Linked DNA regions of Cricetulus griseus: region 2 is linked to region 1. A link is a contact called in public Micro-C data. All regions are on one chromosome and are shown on one strand. Each heading gives the region's core, a stretch centred on a gene start, on an enhancer-like site or on the middle of the called end of the contact. The rest is flanking DNA. Distances are from core to core; before and after follow the strand shown.

Region 1 (6,996 bases), core at 1,975-4,474:
CCAATAGGAAAGCAAGATAGGGGAGGCTAGTAGTCGAGGAGGATTCTGGGAAATGTAGGAAGGACAGCAATTGCCATGTGATCCCAGGAAGATAGGATGCTAAGGCCAGCATCCTCAATAAGTCTTTATAAAATACATATATAAATGGTTATGGTTGATAATTAAGACTGAGCTAGCAAATGAGAAATACCATCACTGGCCATCAACATTGTACATAATATAAGACTCTGTGTTATTTAGGGGGCAGCAGAACTCAGGTGGTTGGTGGGAAGAGTTATCTTTACACACCCCCACTGCCTGCCATCATTATTTCTAGCTAAGACAGCTAATCTTAGTTACCAACTTGACATATCTGAGAAAAGGAACTCTCCAGTAAAGAATTGCCTCATCAGATTGGCCTGTGGGAATGCCTGTGGGGTACTTTCTTGATTGCTGATCTGTGTAGGAAGGCCCAGCCCACGGTAGGCAGTACCACCCCTGGGCAGGTAGACCTGGGTTGTATAAGAAATGTAGCTGATCTTGCCATACATCATTAATTTTCAGTTATGTTTGCTTTCTCTCTCTTGCCCATACCTCCTGCTCAACTGGCTTTTCATTTAAAAATCCCTCTTTTTCTTTTTGCATCTTTTGCTACTAATCTTGCCTGGCACCTTTATCCCTTCCAGTCTTGGTGGCCATGCTGGTCTATGTTCTCTTCAATTCTAGACTGTCTTCTTATGAAACTATCCTGTGCAATTAAGGCAATGACTTTCCCACAGCAGCTTGTCTCACTGTTTCCCTGGTGAGTAAACCAAAATGATGTTCTCTTACAAGACATACAAGAGTCTCACAACCGGCTTTTCATGTTTCCAGCCATGCTGGCAAACACCATCTGCTTGTCCAGTACCCGCCATAACCACACGTCCAGGCAAACTGCCCCACTTACCATGCTTATCACCCTCTGCCTCATTACTTCCTGTCTCTGTGACCTAGTTACAGTTTCATGAAGTTGTCATCAATCCCTAATCCTCACCCACTGGCCTACTGCAAACAGCCATTCCTCTTTCTCCAAGAATTTTCCATTCCATTGTCATCATATAGCATTTTCCTGGGCTAGTTTAGAGGTCACACTTTAAGAGATTAGCAGTTGAGTAACTTAAATTTCTCTTAACAAAATTACTGTGCCTGTGGAAATTTACAAAAAGAATTTTCACTTAGCATGAAAGTGTAGCCATGCAGTCCTAGCTACTTAGGAAGCTGAGATGGGGGAATTACTTGTGTCCAGAAATTCAAGGCCATTCTAGGAAATACAGCAAGACAGTGCAACACTCATGTGAGGAAGAGAAAGACGGAGACAGAGAGATGGAGAAGTTGGTTCAATACAGCTTCAGCTCCCCACAGGAACAAGAAGACTCTTCCCTTCTATAAACTTACTACCACAAAGACACATTAAACCACATCTGTTTAGATTGCTGCCTCCAGCTTTCTCCCACAGTGTAAACCATGTATTCCTCTGCTAATCAATTACATTTACCTAAGTAGTATTATGAACTCATATAGATTATCAAATCTGCCAGAAAAAAAAATAAATAATGATTGCAGGGAAGTGGGAATGGCTAGTGTACTCAATAATTTTTTATTAAAATGAATACAAAGAGTAGGAACAAAATCGATTTTTATTATCACAAGCCATTCATAACAGAATACACTTGAACAACTCTTTCACTAAGTGTTTCAAATTGAAGAATGCTAAGGTTTCATGGATATTTTTCTGATAATAAGCCCATCATGACAGAGGCCACATCTGCCTTAGTGTAACTATTGAGTCAATTCAACAATTGATACGGCCACATCTAAACCACCTAGGCAGACAACTGCTACAGCAGGACACAAGTCAGGGGGTTTCAAGAACTTTCTGTATTTTTTTAATATTAAAGGCACATTTCCTTCCATTCTGTGAAGGAACTGTGTCCCCTTTGAGAATAGTTCCAAGAGTAATGCACCAGTTCCCACAAAACCTTCAAGTGTTCGTGAGTCCACCATTCTACAGAGTGAGTGAGAGCTAAAAGTAGAATTGTGTCATACCACTGGCAAACTATCACCTATGTCCTGTGAGATTTGTGAGTACCTTCTAAGGTGATGTACAGCTTTCTTCTTTGTTCTGCTTCAACTACCAAACTAAACTTGGCATGCAGAATCAAGCAGGCATACATCCAAGCAGAGTACCCCTGCACCAGGCCTGTGTGATGTCACTAGGGGTGGGGACATCCCCGCACTTCTTCCCTTTGCTGTGTTTGGACCTGAGACCAGTGACTAGCCCAGAGATTCCTCATGCATTCTACAGACAGTAGACGGTATTTGGCTTCCTGGTTTCCAGGGATTAAAGATGGAACTAGGAAGAAGGAAGGAAGGAGAAAGGGGAGAGAGAAAGGGGGATATACACACACATAAGCAGAAGCAATAACTAAAATCCTTACTGACAGGGATGAGGCAGATCTCTGGGGCTTCCGAATGCAGATGTTCAACCAGTCACCAACAACTGTTAGCCACAAAAGTAATCTTCATTTAGTATTTGGAGAACAAAGACTGTTTAAATAAATGTGCCAAGTGCCAGAGAAGATATTTACCACACCTTGGGGCAAAGGCAGCTTTTGGAGCAGTGGTCATCAGAGTGGGAACAGAGAGCAAAGAGAGCATTCACAGCATCCTGGACACCTGGCTGTGGCAGTCAAATGCTGGGGAAGTGGCTCCCAGCCCAGGGGAGAACACACATCCAGAACCCACCCACAACCACTGGTGGTGAAGGATGAGATATGTGAGAGGGTCAACAAAACTCTTTTGTTACGTTTGCTTGAGAGGTACATGTGTATCACAGCATATGTGTGGAGGTCAGAGGACAACCTGTTGCAGTCAGTTCTCTCCTTCCTCCGGGTGAGGTCAGGTATTGAACTCAGGTTGCCAGGCTTGGCAGCAAGTACCTTCACCCACTGTGCCATCTCTCTCAGGCCCGTCAACACAAATTCTAAAGGCATCTTTACAGATGAGAACCGTAGGGGTGTGTGGCAGCGTTAATGGAGACTTGAAGTAGTAAGCTGACCTGTTCCGCTGCTCTCAGAGCAATGCTGACACAGTTGTTGGACATGATGACTTTGTCTTTGAAGCAGAAATGGGATACTTTGTTTACATGCTCTACCTAACTGGTATATAATGAGATGGAGATTACACAGAGAGAACTAAATGCTTGATTGATGAATCAGCCCTGGGCTTTTAGAGTAATGCGTAGCCCCAGGGTATTTTGTAACTTCACTGGACTGAAACATTGGCCAGAAATTCAAAGCCATTCTGGGAAACATAGCAAGACAACAACAACAACAACAACACACACACACAGGTGTGTACAGGGGGTAGGGTTAATAAATACCCTGTTAATAGTAAAAAGGCAAACACTTTGTTTAACAGATGCCTATTTACAGATAAGCTCCATGCTTGTGCGTCTCCACACACTGTTATGCCATGGAAACTCAATTGACTACAGAGGTGTACTAACCTCATAAGCACTTTCCTTGGTGTTGTTGAGTCCCTGGTCACTGTAATTCCACGTAAACTGGAAATCCTGGGATTGTGGGACATGGGACATCTCAGCTTTGCTCTTAAATTCCAATGTCAAAATCATGGGAGGTAATAGGATACTGATGATTATCTGCAAAGGAAACAAGGCAAAAAAAGGGTGAGCAGAAGACAAAGGACGCATGCACTATCTCAACAACAGATGGAGGAAAGAGCATTGTAGATAGTCGGATCCAGTCCTGGCTCAATTTCCGTCCCAAGTCTACATATATTTTAACTCAACTATTTCAGTTCTACAAAGGTGTCCCTTAGCTCTGTGCAAAGGTGAGGTGTTAGTGCACAACTGTTTGCAAAGGCAAAAAAGAAAATAATACTAAAAATCTAAGGGTCCACCTGTACAGCAATAGACAATATGGAACAACCTAACAGTAGAATACAATGTTCACATTAAAAAAAGGAAAATGGAAGGGCTGCAAAGATGTCTCAGTGAACCAAAGCCCTTGCTGCTCTTGCACAGGACCTGAGTTCAGTTCCCAGCACCTACATGTCAGCTCATTAGAGTCTATAGCTGAGTCCTCTGGAAAGGCAGGCAGCCAATGCTCTTAACTACTGTACAATCTCTCTAGCCCTGACTTGAAAGTTTAAAAAATACATATGTCACACTTGTTTCCCCTGGAAAAACCTGTACTTGAGTAGGAAGTTAGAAGTATTATTTTTGTGATGATTGCATTATTTTGGTTGGGCGTTGGTGGCGCATGCCTTTAATCCCAGCACGAGGGAGGCAGAGGCAGGTGGATCTCTGTGAGTTTGAGATCAGCCTGGTCTACAAGAGCTAGTTCCAGGACAGCCTCCAAAGCCACAGAGAAACCCTGTCTTGAAATACCCAAAATACTAATACTAATAATAATAATAATAATAATAATAATAATAATAATAATTTAAAGTCATTCAATAGAAATTGCCATATAAACAAATTTTACATCATAAATTTTAGAAAATAAAAGATCCATCTCCCGCACATCGACCCCAGATGCTGTCGGGGAGGCCAGTACAAGACTGATCCAAACCCCTGAATATGGATGTCAATAAGGAGGCCTCTGCACTCCAGGGAGCCTCTGGAAGTGGATTAGCATTTTTCCCTGGTGTAAGAAGGGACTTTGAGAGCCCATCCCACGTGAAGGGATGCACTCTGGCCCTGGACACATGGGGAAGGGCCCAGGCCCAGCATAGGAAGACTTGGTGGACTTTGCGGAGCCCCCGTTGAGGGCCCTACCCTGCCTGGGGAGTGGTGGGTGGATGGGGTGAGGGGTAGGTTGGGGGTGGAGGAGGAAGGATGTGGGTAAAAAGAGGGAGAGGGAGAAGGGACTTACATGTGAAACAAGCTTGTTCCCTAACTTGAACTAATAAAAAAATATTAAAAAAAAAAAAATCCATCTCCCACCTTGTACAAACCATCATCTGCCCCAGAAGATCTCAGTAGACCATCACACTTTACACATAAACAGTCTTTTGAGGGAAATTTTATGTTCAATTTTTATAGGCTTTCAAGATAAACAGTTTAAAATATTTACTACATTTGTTAAAGCCAACTTGGTGGATGGATGCTCTGTCTTTCTTCCAACTAAAGTTATGTCTCAGCATCCTGGAGTTCACTGACCAAAAGTTAGATTAACCTGTCAGCCGCCCTTCCTGATTTAGTGCATGGAGTCAAAGGCTTGCCAACCTTGCCTTCTTTCCCATGATGAAATGACATACTAAATTTTGTTTTAAGCTGTGATCTGTGAAGACTCTCTAGGCTTTAGTTCTAACACGATTGTCATTTCTGTCCCAAATATGTGTGAAGTGTAAAAACTCCATAGTCAGTCACAGTGACAGCATCATGTTAGTTCTACTTCCGGGAAGGCCTCCAATCCCACTGCCCTGGAGAAGCAGTATTCCACCACAGCACGACTGCAATGTTGGTGGCACACGCCTTTAATCCCAGAATTCAGGAGGCAGAAGCAGGCGGATCACTGTGAGTTCGAAGCCAGCCTAGTTTCCAGAGAGAGTGCTATGATAGGCTCCAAAGCTACAAAGAGAAACCCTGTCTTAAAAAAAAAAAAAAAAAAAAAAAAAAAAAACCAGACTTCTAAAGAGAAGTTGGAGCCTGACATGCTAAATGTCCCATCCAAATAGCTCTGCATGGTTCTCCTGTAATCTCATGCACTTGGGAGTGCTCTGACAAGGGCATCCCAAACTGATTTGCAAATGGGTAGGGAGTCTGGGGAATTCATACAGCAAGCTGCCTCAGCCTTGTAATCAGTGCGTGCATGTTTGGAGGAAAACATTAAGGCTTGCCTTACTGAAACCAATCAATCAATCAGTCAGTGTCTCTCTCTCTCTCTCTCTCTCTCTCTCTCTCTCTCTCTCTCTCTCTCTCTCTCTCACACACACACACACACACTCACACACACACACACACACACACACACACACAGACCTCTCACATTATGAAGTATAAAAAAGACAAACATCCATTAAGCTCTCAGTGACAGCATTCTGGAAGCTAATCTAAAGTGTGGACTGTAGGGGGCAAACGCTACCTCAGGCTCTCAGCTGCAGCCTTCTCAGCCAGGAATTTACAAGCAGCTACTTCAAAGCTGGGTAAGCAGAGGCCGACCCACCCCCCCCCCCTTTGTCACTTCCAGACCTGAAGTCAAAATGGATCAAAGGAGAACTTTGAGAAATGATGGCTTTTTCTCTGGTATGTTGTGAAGTTACAGGAGATAATTTTTGATGGACATTTATTTTTCTAATCTCATGGACAGAAATTAAAACACACACAGCCCTTCCCGATCTTGAAATACTTACTTTGTTGAGTTTTCTATAGTTTATCTACTAAAAATATTTATATTTTTATAATTGCCATTCTGTTTAAGATATACTATAATTTTAATAACTGTAGGAAGAACAGAATTAAAATGCAAAATACAGTTTTGTGTGCTCTTAACAACCTCATGTTCTTCCATTGATTTCACAAACACACGCACTTTGACATGCTCAGGCTACACAGCACACATTATAAATCTTGGCATTGAACTTAGGTGCTCTTTTAGATAACTGAGGCGGCTAAGAATTTAGATATGATGAAAGATGTGAGCAGTTGCTGGAAGAGAGCCTTATGAAACCACCATGCAGTCCCTGAAGCAATACCCTGGATGAGGGAAGCAATAAAAAATTGCTAGTTCTATTCAGTTTCTTGTCTATTAATATTTATTTATTGTGTGGCACTGGGGACCAAACCCAGGGCCTGTGTGTGTCGTTCAAACATGCTACAAGTGAGCTATGCACCCAACCCCATCTGTATTCTCAAGCCTTGTTTCTGTTGGAACTCTCAGAAACACTGCCATTTGGCACAGTGAAGTGTTGCTTTTGTTTGCTGTTAACTCTGATTGCCCGCATATGAGAATG
Region 2 (6,996 bases), core at 2,309-4,808, 100 kb after region 1:
TACAAAATTACTTTAAGTAGTAAAGTTAAAATTGGCATGACATCCTCAAAATACTCCATGCAAAGAGAGCAGCACTAGAGTCCCACCCAGGCTTTGAGGTGACAATTCTCAACCTGAATACCCTTTTCAGATCAATGCCTTACTACATCCACTGTATTAAATTTACACTTGCTACAGCAACTCCATCCATGGGGAATGACAATCACACAAACTTACTGCTCCAATAACACAGAAATAAAAACAAATGAAAATAACTTTAGTGAGATATTCAACCCCATGCACCTGTATCGCTGAATATGCCTGTTTGGGTGTGGTCACAGGTTTGGACTTGACCAGTTAAAAGGATTGAACTGGGTATCGGAAAGCCCCTCCTTCAGGTCTTGGAGAGTATCCAGGTGGCAGGGTCTGACTGAATTGGAGTATTTGAGGAATTTCCTGTGTAAATTATTTTCTCCTAAGAAACTCCACTTCATCATACTGGTCAAGCACCCAATAATTAACTTGGATCTTATTTAACCCAATGTAATGAAAATATTGTTTGAATATGTGCTCAACATTTCAAAACAATGGCATAATACACTCTTTTCAAAACTAAGAATGTACCTTACACTTCTAGTACTATTGCTGTGCAGTGGCTACACAACACAGCAATGCTCAGGGGCTATGTGACAGAGTGGAGAGCAGTGTAAGCAGTCATCCTCTTAGGCTTTAAGGCAGATAGAGTTAGCCTTTTGGGAATTTTCTAATATTGGGCTAAAGATACAATAAAGTCAAAAAACATAGGGCTGGTTCGATGGCTCAGCAGATAACCAAATGCATGTGTGTTACACATGAAAAACTTTTAAAGGATGTATCACAAAAAATCCACTTTAATAATAAGCAAATGGGGTCAAAATAGTTACCTTCTAGTTCCCTCCTTATGAGTACAGAGCAAAATATAACCTAGTGACTGAAAACAAACTGCCACCAGGTATACCTTTGACTAACCATGACAAAAATCTCTGATCTTACCTCATTAGAAACATGGATTAGGATCTTTGTAAGAATTAAAATTAGCATAGGAAATACTACGGCTGGGTATAACATATCCTCAAATGAATGTATCAGTAACTCTCTCCCTAATATAACATTCCTGCTGTTACTGGGCAACACGATACAATATTGGCTAAGCAACTGATCTGCATAAAATTATACTATTAAAGATTATCTTACATATGACACATATGCACTCTTGGCTTTGTCTTAATTATACAAATACATTAAACTATCCCCTCTCTATATATACAGAGTGTACATACACTCGTACATATGGATGTGTGTATATGAAACAATACAGGACACATTCTGAAGCTTGACAACACAAAGTAGATACTATGCCTGGAAAGAAGGCATCTGTGGTAGTGTTTTCTAAATGAGACTATGAGGTTAGGGCAAGCATTTAAGTCCTAATCTGAGCAAACAGAAATCAGACCGACACTGATGTCAGTATGCCTTTTGTTATATCTTTTTTTCCTGGATGACAAGCTCTTAAAGCAAAACCTTGTCTTTGGAGGCAAGAGAGAGGGAGAGTTTTTATCTTCTCATTGTTCTGCGGAAGGGAAGGAACTCTAACCCCCATCAGTCATGCACACACAGATAGACTGCACCTACAATGCACACAGTGTATTCTGGTAGCAAAGAAAATCTGCATATGGACAGCTTGCCAATGATGGTCTGGAGAGGAAGATTTCACCCTAGGCAGCATGGGTCTTGATCCAATAGTGGTGGATGATTATGATTCTGTTTTAAGGAAGCTGGTTTAGAACTTCTACTAGCAATCTACCGAGAGTCTAAATAAGGTCCGTGTTAAATTATACAGTTAGATAACCTCTCCCTACGCTTGTAACTCCAGCACTCGGAGGCAGAGACAGGCAGATCTCTGAGTTAGAGGCCAGCATGGTCCAGGGCAGCCAAGGTTACACAGAGAAACCCTGTCTGGAAAAAACAAAACAAAAAAGAAAATCTCTCACAACTCCGGTGTGTTTGTGTGTAGGGGGTTGGGGGGGGTGGGGGGGAGGGGTAGTGCCGAGTTCCCAACTAAAAAAATTCTGTTATCAGATTTCTCACGAAAAACAATGGCAAAACAATCTCAATTATCTATTCATTTTTGGCATGATTGCTAACTTTGTCATAATATGCTTAAGACACTAGAGAAAGGCATTGGGCAGATGCATCCCAAGATGGTTGAGGAGGGTTTTCGGAGTTCAGAGAATTACACTTGCCAACCACCTCAACCCCCACCAATTTATACCAGAACTGCTTTAAAGAAGGCTCGGGAGTCTCTAAGTCAGGCCAAGCCTGTGCGGTACATATAAAATGTGGGTTATATGTTCATTTGAAGTTTTCCAGTCACATTTTACAAAGTAAAATTAACATTTCATTCCAGCAGATACGTGACAAATTACTTCGCGTGTAACACAGCACAGGACCTGAGCCTTTTTTCTTTCTTTTTTTCCTTTCGATTCTTCAGAGGGGGTTTCCCTGTGTAGCCCCTGAATGTCCTGGAACTCGCTCTGTAGACAAGCTTGGCCTCGAACTCAAGAGATCTGACTGCCTCAGCCTCCCGAGTTTGGGATTAAAGGCGTGCGCCACCGCCGCCGGGCAACTCTGAGCTCTTATCTTAACCAAATTTTAAGGGCCTACTCGTTTACACTAACAACACATACATTTGGATACGCTGCATTTTTCTAGTGTTTTTCTGGATCACATGGCTAGCAGACAGCGTAGAGCAAAGTGATTCCCAACGATCCTTTCTCATAGGCCTTGAACCTTATGAGTTAACGGGTCCTCTTAAGACCCGACGGCAGCCCTTCCCTTCTGCCAGACCGGCACCAGGCTCAATTAACTGATGGATGCTGCTGGAAAACCGACTGCAGGTTCTACAACACTTGCCGTTAAACCAAACATTTCCCTCTCGTTTGCATCGAGCTGACCTCCTCCGGGCCACGGGTCCAGCCCCTCGAGTGGGCGGGCCGGACTTGCGCAGCCCGGGACGCGGCTCTGGGCTTGAGCGGGGCGGACCTACCTGGATGGGCGCCCCGTCGGCTCCCCGCGGGCTGTCCGCACTCCCCACCGCGTCGCCGCCGCCCGGAGCTCGGCCGACCCGGGTTTCCTCCTGCTCGCCGGGAGGTGGCTCTCCGGGCTCCAGGCCGAGGCCCTCTCGCTCCTGGCCGCCGTCCCCGCAGCCTCGTCGCTTGCGGGGAGCAGGCGCAGGCTCCGCCATGATCCCCGCGTCCCCCTGGCGTTTGCGGGACCGAGCCGCCCCAGACGGCGGGACCCAGAGCGGCGGCTCCTCGGGGAAGTCGCTGAGCAAGAGCCGCTTCCAAGGCACGCGGAACGTGAGCGGCTCAGCCGCACGCCGCTTGGCCATGGGCCGGGGATGGGCGGCACGCGGGTGCCAGCGGGCGGGCGGAGAGCAGCGCGGAGCTGCGGGCTAGGGCGCCCCGAGGGCGGCAGGGACGTTGGGGAGTCCCAGCGAGGCGCCCGAGATTCGAACCTGCGCCGCGATGCGCGCGCAGTCGCGCCGGTCCGACGCGGCCGCTGGTTGGTGGAGGCTCCTGGCTTGCGTTCCCGAGTGCCCTTGCGGCCGGAAGTGTGCACCTCGAGGAGGCGGGGCGTGGAGGGGATGTGGCTGGTAGGATGCGGGGAACCACCACCTCTGCTTCCAGAAGCTGTCGGCCCCCTGTGCACCTGCCCTGTTGTTCGCTTTCCCCCGTGCGCTTTCCTGTCTGCAAACGGTCCCGGAGGCGAGGACACGGGCGTGGTGGCCGGGAGACCCGGCGCTCTCGGAAGTCCTGGCGGGAAGCGCGCTGGCTGCGGCCCTTTCACTTTTCATTGTGAATGTAGTGCGGCCGAGAGGTGACTGCTTAGCCCAAAGCCCTGCTCACCCTGCAGTAGTCCTGCCCGCCGGATTCCAAGACCTTCTTTCCAGCTGCTGGTATCTGGCGTAGAGAAATGCAAGCCCTGATGGATTTGCTTCAACCTGTACTTTAGTCGTTGGATAAAAGCAGTTACTAGGGGCTGGGGCCATAACTGAGTGATAGAGTGCTTGCCTACTATGACCCAAGGCCGGAGGTTTAGTCCCTAATGTTATAAAGAAGAGGAAAAGGAAAAGAAGCAGTAACCAAACAAAACTAAAGAAAAAAAAAAAAATAAGGCCATCAGTACTCCAAAGAAGCAATCTTGTAGAGCAAAAACAAAAAGCTTGCAAGGAAGTTAATTCCGTTTTAGCTATAGGTAGTGAGAATATTAACTACTTTAAAAGAAGAAAATGTGTTTGGGTATATTTGTGTGTGTGTAACAAATGTATGCTTGACCACTTGTATTTAGAGGTATACTCTAGAAGGTTGTGGGAGGACAGCAAGTTTTAACAAGCACAGACAGTAGTTTATCGGGAAGTTTACTATAGCTCTTCTGTTTGATCTCTCCAGTTCCTGTTTGGAGTTGATAATTCTTCCACCTGGAACATAGGAAAAGCTTGCCTTTTTCAAACTAGTGACACAGACCAGACAAGAAAGGACTTAGTCCTTCAGATGATTTGTTCTGCGTAGACCCTACTGTAAAACCATAGAATACAGCGTGGGCAGTGGCTCGTGCCTGGCCCCCTAATTGTGAGACTTAGCATATGTACACAAGCACGAACATGCCTGAAATAGGCATAAAAACATTCGAGTTGACTAACCCAGTTTCAGAAACAGCACAGTGCCAGAAGGGCTAAAGAGCATCTTGTATGCCTCCCTACTGGCACCACCTTCTCTTCTCTGTGCCCAAGTAGTCTTGTTTCAGACGTTGAGTTATTTATTACTTCTTTGTAATTTCCCAACTAGCCACTCGCCCAAATATATATATATTTGTAAAAATGTTTTTGGTTTCGCTGATATTTTAAGATTTACTTAGATCTAACTGACAGACAATAAACTGCTTATATTTCAGACATGACGTTTTGCCATCACATACGCATGACACACGTGATAGTACAAATATCCACCACCGTAAAAATCCTTTATATAGTGCCTTTCTGTAATCTCTCCCTCATGACCCCCTTCATGTCCCCTAAGTGTCAGATTTGCTTTCTATCATCTATACTACCATGCATTTTCTCCATTTTATATAAATGGATTAATACAATATATACTTTTATTTGCCTTTTTTTCCCTTGGCATAAGTATTTTGAGATCCTTCCATGTTATGTGTTTTTTATTTTTTATTGGCAAGTAGTATTCCACTGCATGAGAATGTTTATTCATTTGTTAATGGGCTAATTATTTTTCAATGAAAGTTATTATGTGTAAAGCTGTTAAGAACATTGGTCAAAAAGACTTTGTATAGACAAAGGCTAATTTTACAAAGTATTTTCCTCAGTTTAAAGTTTGTTAAATTTTTTTTTGGCATCGGAAGGCTATTATTATTTTCTTTTCTTTACATCCTCACCAGCAAACATTATGGTCTGACCTGGTCGATGTGAAATTGATCTCCTGTGGCCTCAATTTGCATCGTAGTGAAGTTGAACATCCACTACCTCTGCCTCAAAACCTACCTTGAACTCTAGTACCTACTTGGCCCAGTTTGGATGGCTAGACATTGGTTAAAGGTGTATTGCATCTTTAGCCCCTTTTAAAAACTAGACTGGGTGTCCTTTGTTTCTGGTTTGCAAGAACCCTTTTATTTAGTACTCTAGAAAATGTCTCCAATGGTAATAATTGGTGTTAGAAATACCAACTTCTGCCAATTTGTGTCTTATATTTTCATTGTATGGAGTATTACTTCTAACTTATTTTTGAAACAAGGTTTCAATAAGTATCCCTGGTTGGTCTTGAGCTCTCTAAATAGAGCAGACTGGACTCAAACTCAGAAATCCACCTGGCTCTGCCCCCTGTGAACTGGGATTAAAGGTGTGTATTACCAGGTCCAACCTTTATTTTTATGTTGCATTCATTACATTTATTGTGTTAGTACATGTCACAACACACACCTGGTGGTCAGAGAACAACTTGTGAAAGTCAGTTCTCTCCTTCCATCTTGTGGGCCCCAGGGATCAAACTCAGATGGTCAGGACTAGCGGCCAGCTCCTTAACCCATGGAGCCATCTTGTTGGGCCTGCCATGGCTTAATTCTAACATAGCAAAATAAATCTACCATGTCTGTTTTAGTTTGTACATTATGTTTTTTCTAAACATTTTGCATTTTCTTTTCTTTCCACACTTGTCTTTTCATTCACTTGGAGTCAATGGTGTGTGTGTGTGTGTGTGTGTATGCTGAGGAGTCAGTTCATTCTGTTCCCATGACAGTTGTCATTGCTCACTGTTGTATGATTCCTACTCCATGCTAACTCCATTCCTTACTAAACTTACAGGGTTGGGCACTCTATTAAGCTCAACTATTCTGTTTGCAGTTGTGTCTCAACTGCAGCTTTATAGGCAGGTTTGACAGGGCCAACAAGATGGCTTAATGCATAAAAGTGCTTACTTCCAAGCCTAAACCTGAGTTCAATCCCTGTGACCCCATATGGAGGAAAGACAGAACTGACTTCAGCAGGGTGTTCTCTGATCCATGCCATGTGTGCAAGTTTATGTGCACACACTTGTGCACACACAAACATGCACACACTAAATATTGTTGTGTTTATTAGGAGATTTGACAGCTATAAAGCAATTGCTTGCAGGACACTTAGCCCCTGACTCTTCCGTATGAAATCACCTATAGCATTTCCCTTTGTTGTTTTCATTGGTCTGTTGTTTTCATTGTTCTCGAGGTTTGAAATGCTTTTGAATTTTTTTTTCTTTTTCCTGACTTCTATTAAATAACAAGGATATCTTTAATTTCATTTCTGTTTAACCGCTTGGCACTTTAGCTATTCCTCTTTCCATTACTATTCAATGGTTCCTCTAAGGTTAATGTATTGAACTGGTTTTCAGAGTCTGTGTTTAAACTTCGTACTGCTTATGTAAAACATAACCC

The links. A called contact is a pair of places that touch in the nucleus more often than the background predicts.
Region 2: a contact with region 1 is called in a Micro-C map of the CHO-K1 cell line, with 1.8 times the contacts expected there. The contact joins the promoter of CUNH9orf40 here to the enhancer-like site in region 1. A contact is called at or near these places in 2 of 8 Hi-C or Micro-C datasets (the CHK-Q cell line and the CHO-K1 cell line).

Annotation. Positions count from the first base shown.
Region 1 is chr3:42,357,492-42,364,487 of CriGri-PICRH-1.0, forward strand. It overlaps Trpm6 (transient receptor potential cation channel subfamily M member 6), which reads right to left. Exons shown (of 39, transcript XM_027406549.2): 18 at 3,527-3,679. Among named protein-coding and RNA genes, the nearest start is that of Trpm6, 85 kb to the right of the region's middle. Within about 2 kb of position 3,225, at least 2 of the 6 cell types and tissues checked have open chromatin away from gene starts, as enhancers often do. A contact at or near this core is called in the CHO-K1 cell line, where this site is marked.
Region 2 is chr3:42,457,432-42,464,427 of CriGri-PICRH-1.0, forward strand. It overlaps CUNH9orf40, which reads right to left and starts at 3,559. Exons shown (of 2, transcript XM_027406550.2): 1 at 3,065-3,559. The coding sequence starts at 3,409.